2 separate regions of the Mus musculus genome follow, and region 1 is linked to region 2. A link is a contact called in public promoter capture Hi-C data. All regions are on one chromosome and are shown on one strand. The core of a region is the stretch at or near the end of the contact, and the rest is flanking DNA. Distances in the headings are between cores, read along the strand shown. Region 1 holds the start of Gdf10 (growth differentiation factor 10). Region 2 has its middle 48 kb from the start of 4930503F20Rik.

The links. Promoter capture Hi-C pulls out the DNA fragments that hold promoters and counts their contacts.
Region 1: a contact with region 2 is called in a promoter capture Hi-C map of second pharyngeal arch cranial neural crest, with 3 times the contacts expected there. The contact joins the promoter of Gdf10 here to the enhancer-like site in region 2. A contact is called at or near these places in 12 of 39 promoter capture datasets (the 3T3-L1 cell line, 3T3-L1-derived adipocytes, cranial neural crest and 8 more), 4 of 484 Hi-C or Micro-C datasets (8-cell embryo, liver, neurons and 1 more), 7 of 115 datasets of contacts at active chromatin or transcription factors (SST interneurons, craniofacial prominence, embryonic limb bud and 4 more) and 2 of 9 other capture datasets (embryonic stem cells and pancreatic islet).

The regions. Positions count from the first base shown.
Region 1 is chr14:33,920,688-33,927,618 of GRCm38.p6, forward strand. It overlaps Gdf10 (growth differentiation factor 10), which reads left to right and starts at 2,900. Exons shown (of 3, transcript NM_145741.3): 1 at 2,900-3,515. The coding sequence starts at 3,209. It overlaps Gm30031 (a long non-coding RNA gene), which reads right to left and starts at 2,412. Exons shown (of 4, transcript XR_001781214.1): 1 at 1-2,412.
Region 2 is chr14:33,760,248-33,766,699 of GRCm38.p6, forward strand. No RefSeq gene overlaps it. Among named protein-coding and RNA genes, the nearest start is that of 4930503F20Rik, 48 kb to the right of the region's middle. Within about 2 kb of position 3,639, at least 12 of the 459 cell types and tissues checked have an H3K27ac peak or open chromatin away from gene starts, as enhancers often do. A contact at or near this core is called in craniofacial prominence and second pharyngeal arch cranial neural crest, where this site is marked.

The DNA.
Region 1 (6,931 bases), core at 1,650-4,149, 160 kb after region 2:
TACAATCCGGCATCCCGACGCATAAAGTCAAGAGCCTGCTTTTAACAGAATGGTCCCCCTGCCCCAAGAGCAGAATAACTGTGTGGGAAGCTATGGAAGCAGGGGATTAGAAGACTTAGATCCATAGTCAGCCATCACCACTCTTATTATTCTGAGCCACAGCCTGAACTATTAAAAACAAAACATGTTCATTGGCAAGCTCCACAATTAGCCTCATTTCCACGCTCAAGCACTGTTCAGCACGAGCTGCGTTCGCACAGATTGCTTCTTGTCTGTGCTTTGCTGCTTAGAGTGCTGTGCTGGGAGCTAGCGAGGATGTGACCCAGTGGTAATCTGAATTGCTTCACCAAACACATTTTTATCCCATCATCTCGGCCACATGAAAGGGGGCCACAGTGCTCCAGTGTTCAGAACTTTACAGTCCTGCTGTTCGGCAATAAAATGAGGCAAGAAATATTAGCCGTCCCTGGTTGATGCCTTAATTCTTTCGAAACAATGTCAAAGAATCTGGACCCTACAGGTTTTAGAGCCTGCTAAAGCCTGACCCTCGAGGTGGCTTGAATGGAGCCAGAATGGGTTAAGGAGAGCGAAGAGGCTTTAATGGACAAGGATCCGAATAGCCCAGCTTGTGCCGGCCTCCTGCAGACTCCCCTCCTTTTCACAGACCTCGATTGTGTTGGCCCCAGCAGAGACAAAACTACCCCTGAGCAGAGGTTACCCCCAGCTGGCACAGGTCAGAGGCATTCTTGGGGAGAGGAGAAGAGGGGGTGGCAAGGGAAAGTGAGGGCACATGGGGAAGGAGGGAAGTGAGATGGGGGAGGACATTTATAAGGGAGGATGGTCTGGTCCATTTATGAGGAGAGATTCAGGCCCAGAGCTGGGACCTGATGGGCTCTCAACTCCAGTCCTTTTGGGAAAGCCAGTTCACAGAACAAGTGGGAACTGTATACGAATGGGAAGTTGAATGTGATGTGAGTTAATTTTCAAAATACTACGTATTTATATACATAATAAACGCCACCCCTTAGCGCTTCCAAAAACTACAGGCCAAAGCTTCACAGCTCTGGGAAGGATGGATTCTAATATGATAGTCTGAGATTAAAAAAAATAAATAAATAAAAAATAAAAATAAAAAAACTATAAATAGTCATTTTACAAAGCAACAGAAGGCTTTTCCAGGAAAATTTCAATTATTGCACTGTGATCCCTCCAAAATAAAGTAACTATTTTGGCTCCCAAAGCCCAGAGTCACCAGGTAAGAGGAACATTGGGTTCATGAGTGTACTAACTATTAGCCTGCAGCACAGAGAAGAGTGTGGGCTTGAAGGGGGTCCTGTCCCTCTAATGCAGGGGTTCTCAACCTGTGAGTTGCAACCATTTTGAGGGTCTAATGAAATTTTCAGGTGGGTCTGCTAAAACCATGTGAATGGAAAACAGATATTTATGTTACAATTCAAGACAGCAATTAAATTACAGTTAAGAAGTAGCAATAGAAATAATTTTATGGTTGGGGTTTACCAAAACAGGAAGAACTGTATTAAAAGGTCACAGCATCTAGAGTCTAAAGAGTCCTTCACGTTTAGGTCCCTGGGCGTCTTTCTAGCCTGCTAAATTCTGTGGACTCCTCTCCTAAAGAATGTTTTTAAATGCACAAAATGGAATTCCCAAGTTAACAGAGAAAACCAACAGTACTCTAATATATAAAAATATCTTAAAGCACCTCTGCAGCATGACAATAATAAATATTCTATTTCATTAATTCCTTAATTAGCAGGGCCCAAGACTTGTTGTAATTTCAATAGTGTTTAAGCAAAAAATTTACTTTGGGAAATCTGGAAAACCTTCCCAGGTCCAATGAAAATATCTAACTAATGTCTATCTGTGAAAAGCCACAGCACTTGCCACTATGACTGCTTTCTTGTTCACATAACATTAGAAATTACTATGTTTCAGTTAAAGTTGGTAAAAATGACCAGATCTTCCCCCACCAGGACCCCGAATTCTATCTATAGGGAGGTAAGTTTGCTAGAGTGAAGCACCTTTGGGGCTGCCCTTCTGCCCCGGGACTAAGCTGCCCTAGCAGGGGTCAGCGACACCCTACACCAGCACTTCATTCGGAACTCTTTTTCAAGAAAACTGTGGGCTTTTTCTCCTCCTTCCCTGACGCTTTGAAACTTTTTACAAAGTAAATTGAAAGCATGCCCTTTTCTTTTTTAAGCAATCCTGTCCGATGTTTTCTACAGACCTTTCCTGTGTGTCTTCAACAAGTGGAAACACCGTTGCCAAAGAAAGGGTCAAGTTAACCTGATGATTCTAATTTTGTGTTTTGATCAAGATCTTGCTTCCACCGATTTAGGTTGGTTGAGCTTTGGAAACACACACACACACACACACACACACACACACACACACACACACCTTCTGTTGTTAAATCGCCGGAGCTCCTGTTCCCAAGACTGCACCTTTGCATTTTGAGCACACACTAGCTCAGAGACAACTAGGCACACATGGCCTCTGGGTCCTCATGGGGGAGCTGTCATCTTCCAACCACATAGCCATAGCATGCCATTGCAGGGACAACCCCGCAGGCGGGCCCCCTCCAAAGCCCGCCCAGCCCCCGCGACGCCCTGGCTCAGCTGCAGGCAGCGACACTCCGGAGCCGGCTGCGGGGCTAGTCTCCGGCTCTCGGCGGGGGAGCGGGGAGCGCGCCCGCCCACACCCACGGCCCCCACACTCGGGAGCGCACACCCCGGCGCGCGCACGCCCGCACACCGGGACGCACGCACAGCACACCGGGGCCACAGACCGTCTCTTGGCGGCGGCGAGTGGGGACACAGCAGGATCCCCGCCCCCCGCACCCCCGAGGGCGCTATCGGCCACCTCGCCCCGCCCCGCCCCTCGAACTCGCCAGTCCCGGCGCCGCTCCGTGGGCTGCAAAGTTTGCAGCGCGAGGCCGTCAAGGGAGCGCGCCGGCGCGGGCTCGGCTGAGCTCCACGCGGCTCAGGATAGCCGTGGTCGCTGGCCCGGCGGCGCGGATGCTCGGCGCACAGCGCTGCTACAGAGAGCCAATCCCGATACCTCGAGTGGGGTCATCCGGGCTGTCCGAGTCCCACAGGGACACTCCAGCCGCGGACGAGGTGCACAGCCAACACTGAGCCCTCCTTGTCTGTTCTCCTGGGCTCAGACCCTTCACCACCGTTACTCAGCCATGGCTCCAGGTCCTGCTCGGATCAGCTTGGGGTCCCAGCTGCTGCCCATGGTGCCGCTGCTCCTGCTGCTGCGGGGCGCAGGCTGCGGCCACAGGGGCCCCTCATGGTCCTCATTGCCCTCGGCAGCTGCCGGTCTGCAGGGGGACAGGGACTCCCAGCAGTCACCCGGGGACGCAGCAGCCGCTCTGGGCCCAGGCGCCCAGGACATGGTCGCTATCCACATGCTCAGGCTCTATGAGAAGTACAACCGAAGAGGTGCTCCACCGGGAGGAGGCAACACCGTCCGAAGCTTCCGTGCCCGGCTGGGTAAGTAGAAGATGCACCGGGAGTCCTAATCCATCAGTTCTCTATCTGTTTTCTCTGTTCCTTCGCAGCTTTCTTCTCCCTTCCTTTCTTGTACTGACTTTTAATTCATCTTTCCACTGACAATCCACTCAGTTCCCTGAACCAGGCCAGAGCTTGCAGTTGGGACAAGTGGTACTTGGTGGCAGACCTCCTGTCCCTGGGAGCTTGCACAACTGCTGGACAACTATCAGCATATACTCAAGGCTTTAGGCACAGAATGGAGATGGGCATGGACTGAGGACCATCCGTGCCATAAGTTGTGCTGGCACTTGCTGTATGGGGGTCACAGGGATTGCTCAGCGAGTCACAAGGCAGCACCAGTGGAAGTGCCAAGCACGGAGCCCGGATAGGAAGCTTGATTTGGGTAGCAAGAAAGCACAGAGCACTAAGAGCCTGTGACCTCAGGACGGAAAACTTCAGAAGAAAGGTCTCAGAAAAGGTCCAGAAGCACCTTGCCCAGGTCCTGGTCCATGCCCCACTTTACTCTCTTCACACCTAGGGATGAACTTGCCAGAGGCCATTTGACAGAGGCTCTCCCCACCCTCTTCTTAGGGAAGGTGGCTCTGAGCCCCAGCCCACTAACTTTGGGCTGAGAAGCCCTTGCAAGGCCCGGGCTAAGTGCGGGAGTGCTGAGGAAGTGAAGTCTGGGAAGCAGGTGGTGAGAAGACCCTGGTTGTCATGGTGACTGCTCATGGTTTCAGAATGCCTTTCCAGAAAATGTGGGCAGGGGTCTCCTGCAGTCCTGTCTGGGAGGAGGCCGTTCCCCAGGAGAAAAATCCTTCTGTCTGCGCTCTTCTTTCCCAAGGTCGATAGGCGCAAACCTTGGCGATCTTCGAGGCTGACCTGTACAGCCCCAGGGCTTCCCACCTGCTGCTCACTGGGCGCCATCTTGGCTTCCGATTCAGACAGAACATGGGTAATGGGGCATCTTTTCCAAAGAACAGAGCCTTCGTCGTACCAGGATGTGTTCCTAGGTTCTAGGCCAACTCTGGCCTCCCTGGGACCTTTTAGTCAATGCCTGGCATTCGTTTCTGGAGAAGCTTTATTAAAGTAAGCCCCTTAAGGAACATTTGGCACTATTGAGTTAAATCATTAAAACTATGTGGACTTGTTTGTACTTTATAAAATGGGCAGCACACAGCAGCATCCCCCTTTCTGGGGTGGAAGAAAGATGAAATGGAGTAATACTGTACGTCCAGCGCCCTGGCCAGATTGAGTAGTGTTGTAATGCTTGGAACAGAAAGTACTGTGATTGGTGCTTTGTGTTCCTATAGGCTTGAACTTGACCTGTGTTGCCCATTAACTCTTGCCCCTGGAACCTTGAAGTGCAAACAGAAAGGTCGTCAGGGGTCACCACTGCAAGAAGTGAGCGTATCCCACTGGGCACAAACATCTGCTGCAGCCTGGTTATGGAGGGGTACAGTAGTGTCTGTTTTCACCATACCAAGGTGATGAGACTTCCTAGCACAAAATAATAGTGAACATTTTAATGGCCTGGGGACTGGACCTTAAATCCAGCACTCCCATTTCACAGATAAGGACAGAAAGACAGATCAGGGGAGAAAGTTGTTGCATCAAGGAGGCAACAACAGCCATTTCCACTGCCACCCTCTCTCCATCAGAACTAAGCTCAAAGCCTGGGAGCAGATTATCAGTCAGGTTGGAAGAGACAGGTTTAAGAAATCAGAATTCCCGTGCAGTCCTGAAGTGTCGAAAAGTATCCTTTCACTTGGATCCCTGATACAAGCTAAAGAGTGAGTTCCAACTTCAGCAGTTACTGTCCGTGTGCTGTGGGACCTGTCTCCTCCCTGTTCTGAACATGTTTTCTTGTGTGTATGTAGACGAGGTGAGTGGTGAATAGAAGGTAGATTCCTGTCTGGCATTGGTCAGAGTTTGGTTGTTTGTACCTTGCCTAGACGTATCTGCATTGCTTCATAATTAGTCTCAGATGTTCCTTCCACTTGATCTGGAGAGCCGTCTGTTGGGGTGTTGTGAGCAGAACACAGACCCCTTGCCTCCGCCCTGATCCTGGAGCCTACTAATCCCAGCAGACTCCACACCGGCAGGTTTCTGCTGTCTCCCCAGGGTAGCACCTACTCCCAAAACCTGTAACAGCTGTTTCACCCTCATCTGCAGGAGGCTTAGGTTCTGAGTGTGAGTCTGTTGGCAGCACCCTGACCCAGTTCTCAGACCCCACCAAGGGACAGCACTTCTCAGGACTTCTAAGTGTTTCTTTCCACTTCTAAGTTGTGACTCCCCTCCTAACTGATAACAGCTTTAAAGGAACTCAGAAGTGGCAAGTACTTTGAACAGTTCTTGCTATGTGCTCATTTGCAATTTATTAGCTTTTAGCTAGATCACACCAACACTCCTTGCCCTCTTCCTCTCCTCCCTGAAGTGCACTTTGTTCCCTATTAGCCCAAATCTGTGCAGGGGAAGCCTTTGAGCCTGGCCCTAAGGGTTTAGGTTAGACCACCATTTACCTTCACATTCCCAATGAATGATCTGAGTTTAATCCCAAGCTTGACACCCACCAGTGTCACACCAAACTAGTTTTCTTGATCTCCCAAAACTATGCAGCTGTCAAAACCACCAAGCCAAACTCATTTCATTCTCCAGTGCATTAATCCTAGTTCTGTTACTTTAGCAAAATACCAAGCATTGGGTAACTTGTCAGGAGGAGCAGGATTTATCTGGCTCGTGTCCAAACATGGTGATAATGCTTCTGGCGGGAAACCCTGGGGTTATGCCTCAGTGTAATAGACGCATCCTGGCTGGAAGACGTGTGAGAAGGGCTGATCAGGAGGCAAGACAGAGAACCAGAAGGCGGAGGGGGAGGGGGCAGGTAGCCTTTAGCCAAGTGTGACAGCCCTCCCTTGGGAACTAAGTAGGGTCTCTTGAGAGAAGTGTCTTCAGTGACCTAATGACTACCCATTAGATCCTACCCCCTAAAGATTCAGTACCCATAAAAACTGCCACACTGAAGACCAAATACCCTGCCTTTGGAGACAAACCAAACCCAAAACATATCACGGGGCATTTCCTAAGCATTTCATTTGGAGGACACACAGATGCATAGAATATTGGTTTCACCTCAAGTAGCTCATGAGGACCCAAAGAATAGGGCTGTGGGACAGATATGGTAGGGCGATGGCATGCTGAGGGTGCCCAGCAGGATCCCCAAAGGTAGCACTGACAGGGAGAGGACAGGGAGGTTTTCACAGCTAGAGAAGAACACGGCAAGCTAACAGGAGGGTGGCCTGTAGAGGTGAAATCGTCCATTTTGTAGTGGAGCTGTTGGATATTTGGTTAGGAGGACACAGGGGAGGCAGATATGCAGGCTGCAAGCAATCCCAGAGAGCCTGAATTTTGCCTGT
Region 2 (6,452 bases), core at 2,389-4,888:
CCTTTCCTCTTTTCTCCTCCTCTCCCCTCCCCTTCCTGTCTCTTCCCTCCAGGAGACATAGTAAGATGGATGAGGGGACTTAGCATAGATCTCTGACTACCCACGATCATGGGTCAGATGCCTTTATCTTGACAATTGAACGGGCACAGCCATCTGACTTCTTGTGATCATTGTCATGAGGAAACTTTTTCCCCTACGTTGTACTGTACTTAAATATGTCAAAAAATGAATGGCTTGGGCAAGACTCTACAAGTGTGACCAATCCAGATAACTAAATTTTGTTGAACTGGATTTCCTTCTTGCCTCTTGCAGATCATCCCTCTGCCAGGCATAAATGGTTGCAATTACTCCTCCATCCCACAAAGCTTAATTTGGGTCACTGTTGCAGAATACAGCCCATCGTGGCTGCAGGAGCATGAGTTACCTGGTCACATTGCAGTGACAGTCAAGGAGCAGAGAGCAATGAATGATGGACACCACTTTTGCTTTTTGATGAAGCCTGGACCATTCAAATTTAGGGTTGGTCTTAACACCTTAACTTATCAAATCTAGAAACTCCCTCACAGATAAGCTCATGCCTTTGTTTCCGTAGTGATTAAAAATCCATTATAAAGCTGAAAATCAGTATTTATCATCACAGTATGTGCACGTATGAGTGCACTTGTATATATGTGTGCACAATCTTGGCTTACTTTCCTGTGACTGTGATAGAATATCCTGACAGAAGCAGCTTCAGGAATAAAGGGCTTACTTTAGAGCACAGGTCTAGGTTGCAGTCCATCATAGCAAACTCAAGAGTAGCAGGATCTTAAGGGGAGCTGGCCTTGTGGCATCCATCATCAGGAACAGAGAATAATGAATGCATGCTCCCTGTGCTCATCCTGTCCCCTCCACTTAGACAGTCTAGGATCCACTGCTCAGAATGACCCTGCTCATAATTAATGTGGCTCTTTCACATATTAATTAAATATATTTAATATATAATTATTAAATGTTAGATAACTAAAACAATGCCTCACTCTTAAAGGCTGTCTTAGTTAGGTGTTCCATTGCTGTGAATAGACACCGTGATCAGAACTCTTATAAAAGAAAAACATTTAATTGGGACTGGATAACAGTTCAGAGGTTTAGTCTATTATCATCATGGCTGGAACATTGGTGACACACAGGCAGACATTATGTTGAAGAGGTAGCTGAAAGTTCTACATCTGGCTGGACAGGTAGCAGGAAGAGAGAATGAGCCATTGGGCCTGGTTAGAGGTTCGGAAACCTCAAAGCCCGCTGGCAAAGGCACACTTCCTCCAATAAGGCTACACCTACTCCAAAGGGCCACACTTCCCAGGAGTGCTACTCCCTCTGAGCCTATGAGGCTCATTTCCATTCAAATTACTAATCTAGATCTAGATGCTCTCTCATAAGCGTGCTGGAAGCCTGTCTTTTAGGTGCTAAGCTAATGGTTTGGTAGCGGACCAGGGGCTGGAAGACCAGAGGTTGACATTGGGCGTCTTCATTAATCTCTCTCCACTATATATTTTTGGGGATAGGGTGTCTCACTAACCCTGGACCTCAGTGATTTGGGTAGGTTGACTGGTCTGCAGTGTCTGTGAATGCACCTGTCTCCACCTCCCTAGTGCTGGGGTTATAGCAAGTGCTGCTGTACATGATGGTTTATGTGGGCGATATACGCTTATGAGCTCATTTTACCAACCAGGCCATCTCCTGAGATCCTCTCCACTCTCAATTGTCTGACTTGGCATCCTACCCACTGCTCTAATCTTTAGATATTGACTTCTTCAGATCCAGAAAGACCTCCCTTTTCTCCTCTCCATTTAGTGGCGCTCTCAGGAGGTGCGTTTTGGGGACTCGCGACCTGCTCTCCCTTGTTGTCTTTTATGTGTTCCTTCTTTTGCCTGCCTGCTCTCTCTGCCAACCGGGTGACAAGACATGGTTCAGATTGGTTCCTAAATCACTTCTCCTTGAACCCTGCCCTTCCCTTCTGTCCTCTTTGTCATAGTCTTTATTTCCAATGACTATGATTTTCACTTTTAGATGTCTGCTTTCCCCACACGGTCCCATCACTGATGATGCTCTCTGATATTTAGCTCACAATTCCAAACTCTTACTGTATGAATCTATTCCTTCCTCTCTCAGGAAGTGATCTGAAAAGATAGCACAGGTGATAAAGTGTTTGCCTTGCAGGCATTAAGACCTGAGTTTGAGCCCTAGAATGTACATCTAAGAATGTACATTTAAAAGCTTTGCTCTGTGGTGTGTATTTGTAATTCTGAGGTGGGAAAAAAAAAGGTGGATTCTTAGGGCTCACTGATAGCCAGCTGAGTCTACTTAACAAATTCCGTGTGTGTGTGTGTGTGTGTGTGTGTGTGAGAGAGAGAGAGAGAGACAGAGAGACAGAGAGAGAGAGACAGAGACAGAGACAGAGAGAGACAGAGACAGAGAGACAGATACAGAGAGAGACAGACAGACAGAGACACAGAGGGACAGAGAGACAGAGACAGAGAGAGCTGTCTTTCCTCAAAAATGAGAAGTAGGGGCTCTGTCTCCACTCTGGCCTCTACATTCAAGTGCATACAGGTGTATTCCCACCCCCACTCTCTCTCTCTCACACACACACACACACACACACACACACACACACACAAATGGCATATTTCAAGCCAATCATGGTAGTTTATACCTTCAACACCAATACTGGGGATACAGAGACAGACAGCTCTTTGTGAGTTCCCAACCAACCCTGCTGTATAGCAAATCTGTCTAAAACTAAAAGTCCATTAGCAGTTATTCAATTTTCTTACTTCCATTGCCTTTGGATGTGAAGCCCTGGTTATGTGAACTGTGGAACACCCTACAGGGCTACACTTTTATTTGTTTCCTACCTTTTGGCTTTTTACCTTCTTGTTTTGATTTTGATCCTTGTGATTTCTATTTTAAACATTTTATTTGTAAACAGACTAATTATTGTAAGGAGTTTCCAGATTCCATCAGGCTCCTCATGGCTTGAATTTCCAAAGAAAATCTTATACAAGGGCCCAGGAATTCTGCCTTCTGGGAACTTTTGGTCAGTCCCTGAACTTGTGAGTGGTAGTTAAAGGCACCATGTTGTGTAATTCCAAGGTCACCAGTCACATGGAATATGACGTTGAAGAACTGCGTGCTAAGTAGCTCTACTGGTGGCCCTCTTCCAATTGTGAACCCTCCTTTGAATTGCCATCCACTCTTTGCATGGTCAGTAATCGGAGAGGCAGAGAAACCACTTGCCCGAGAAAATGCACTGGAGAAAGGTCTAAAGCCTGCACATTTTTCTTCAACGCTGTGTTGCAACTCAGAACTAGTTAAGGATGTGATAGAAATCAAACGAGCCTTCAAGTTTGGCAACAAAGGCATTTCTAGGATCAACTGAAAATGGATTCCTCAGATTTTTCCATGTCCCTGTGAATGTTTGTGGGGAGAGGGGTGATAAGCATAAATGTATTGGGACTTTATTGCCTCCAGATTGTGCTATGTCTGCTGCAATTGCTGGGCCCGATGAATCCTGAGAGGACATAGAGGACTGGGCAGAGCCTAGACAGGGAAATGTAACTGATTCTTGCAATTCCTTCCACCACGACAAAGACTGAAAGGGGCCATTCTCCTCTCCTGAGAGCCCTCTCTGAGTTTCGGGCAGCCATGGGTCATGTTACAGTGTTAATGGATGTGAATTTTCAAAACCACACTTCACTTTGAGTTTGCATCACTGTCAGCCTTCTCTGTGTCAGCTGCAGAGGGTGAGGATGGAGCCCGGCTGAAGAGCCAGTAAGCACACATATAAGCCTTTTTGTATTTCCTTCTTTATGGATGACCTTACAGGGTGGCGTAGGGTTCAGCAACCCTGGAAGTGTTTGTTCTTGACAACTGGGAATTCCCAGGTCACTCATCTACTGGAGGTCAGTGTTTGAATCACCTCCTGCCCAAACTCAAAGACAATATCTCAAGACTACCACGAGCCTCATCTCTAGTACTAATCCTGGGAAGAGAGTTCAAATCTACTTATTTGGCTATGCCTGTCCCGTTTGGCTAAGCCTGGCCCTCCTCCCAGGCTTAATATGATGCCTTTCGTGTGGATAGCTCTCAATAACCTAAATGAAAACCCTCAGTAATGAACCAATCTATTGTCCCTATCCAAGAACAGTGGGGTGGTGGTGGAATGAAGTCATTCACTTACAGTCGATCTCCTTCTTAAACATAAGCGACTATCCTGGGCTTTGAAAGTGGGCAGAAACCTCTTTTCTGATGTTTTAGACTTGGAAAGTTTTAAAAGAACGTGAACAAACCCTTATTAACCTTTAAAGCTTTGTCTATTTTATGAGAAATGCAAGCTGCCTGCTCCAGATTCACCTACGGTGCCTGATTTGTCAGACACCCCTTATAAATAAATGGGTGTTTGCTGTCCCAAACTCCATGTGACCAGTCAGAAGTGTAGCAGCCTGCAGCAGGGGATTGATGCTAGTGAACACTCCTTAGCTCCAGCCTGATTCTAGCCCATTTTCATTTTCCTGAGGGCCTCTGAGGTCCAGGGCTGTATCTCGTTCTCACTTTGGGGGAACTTGATGAGAATTTGAAGTGAAGGAGCTGTGGTTAGTCGCTCTCAGATCTTCAACCAAGTTCTAGAGGTTTGGCCAGACGTCGTGAACATCCTTCCCAGAAGAGAGTAAATACAGCCTTATAAAAATACAGTCTTTGTGTTGCTTTGACTTGATGGCGTCTGTGTACTCGGAGTAAAACATGATAAATGGACGTGTTTTCCTGTGGTTCTCTCTATAGAGTCTGCTGCAGAAGGGACAGCATTCATGTCAAATGGCATCTGAAAGGAAAAATTCTTCTTTAAATAATGTATTTAAAAACCAAGGGAAAACTAGTGTAGTGATATACATAATGCATGTATAAACTGAAGAATCTTGACAACTATATATGCACATATAAGCCACAACTAAAAGTTCAGGATTGCTGTCCTGTATTTTCCCATGGTAGGGTCAGTTTCTAAGAGAGCCCTGTTCACCTTTGCCATGGTATTTAAGACTTTGTAAGCTACCGTCTACTGAAGTATGGGCCATGCCAAGGAAATTTCTGTCTCTTCCGAGGTTGATTACAAAGGCATTGTCATTTCTGTCTTCCTGGTCATCTTTTGCGCTGTCTTCTGCAGCTTTAGCTCTGGGAGAGACCAGTGTGAAGAGACGCACATATGAGAGATCATCTGTCCAGCCAATAGTCATCAAGGCTTGCCATAGCCACCTGAGTGAGCGTAGGAGAATATCTCCCCCAATCATGTTTTGAGATGATTGACCTGGTCAATACTTTGAAGAAGCCTTGTGGGAAATGCTTAACCCAAGGAATCCAGCCAAGTCATCTCTGGACTCCTGACTCCCAGATACTGAGATATATGTATATACATATACATCAGATATGTATGTGACTGTTAGTGTTATACATATACATCAGATATGTATGTGACTGTTAGTGTTATACATATACATATACATCAGATATGTATGTGACTATGTTAGTGTTAGTTGATGTTGATAACTTTGGACATGCTCTGTTACACAACAAGAAAAGAAAAGAACACAATCACCGTGGATTAGTTTTGTCCTTGAATGTCAGACAAAGGAAATCATGCAGTATGTATCCTTTGGTCCATGACATCATTTTTGTAAACAGGATGTCTGCACAATGCACTCATATTGTGTACACTGGGGTATGGCTCCTTGCCTGAATGTAGGACAGTTTATCCATTCTGCTATTGCAGATCATTGGCATTGTTCATTGTTCCCTACTTAAAAAAATTTTAAATACAAGAAGTGCTACAAACATTTTCTTTTAAAAGACATTTTATTTTATTTTATTTTATGTGTATAAGTGTCTTCCTGCCTATATGTATTATGCACTGTGTGTGCCTGGCACCCTTCAGAAGTCAAAAGAGGACATCAGATCCTTGGAACTGGCATTATAAATCATTATGAGCCACCATATGAGTGTTAGGAACTGAATCCAGACCCTCTGTAAGGACAGCAAACACTCTTAACTGCTGACCTATCTCTCCAGTCCACTATAGACAGACTTTTGCAAGTTGTTCTATGAGCGAGCAATAGTTTTCTAGTACTAAAATGCTGGTTGTTATTGAATGACAAAAATAAAAAAGAAATTAAAAGGAAAAGAAAAATAACTTCCTAAGTATTGTGAAAGAGAACATTTGCTATAGATATGTGGGAGAGCCCAGCCAGAGGCAGGAGCATCAGAGAGTCTAGAGTGGACATGACCAGACTGAGATGTGCATGTGGGGAGAGGGGGAGGGGAAGAGATGAGAAAGAGAGGAGACTCAGGTGCAGAAGCCAGGAGGCCAAGGTACAAAGTGGGTAACTGAGATGGCTGGATTATGTAGGGAAGAGCAGCCCAGC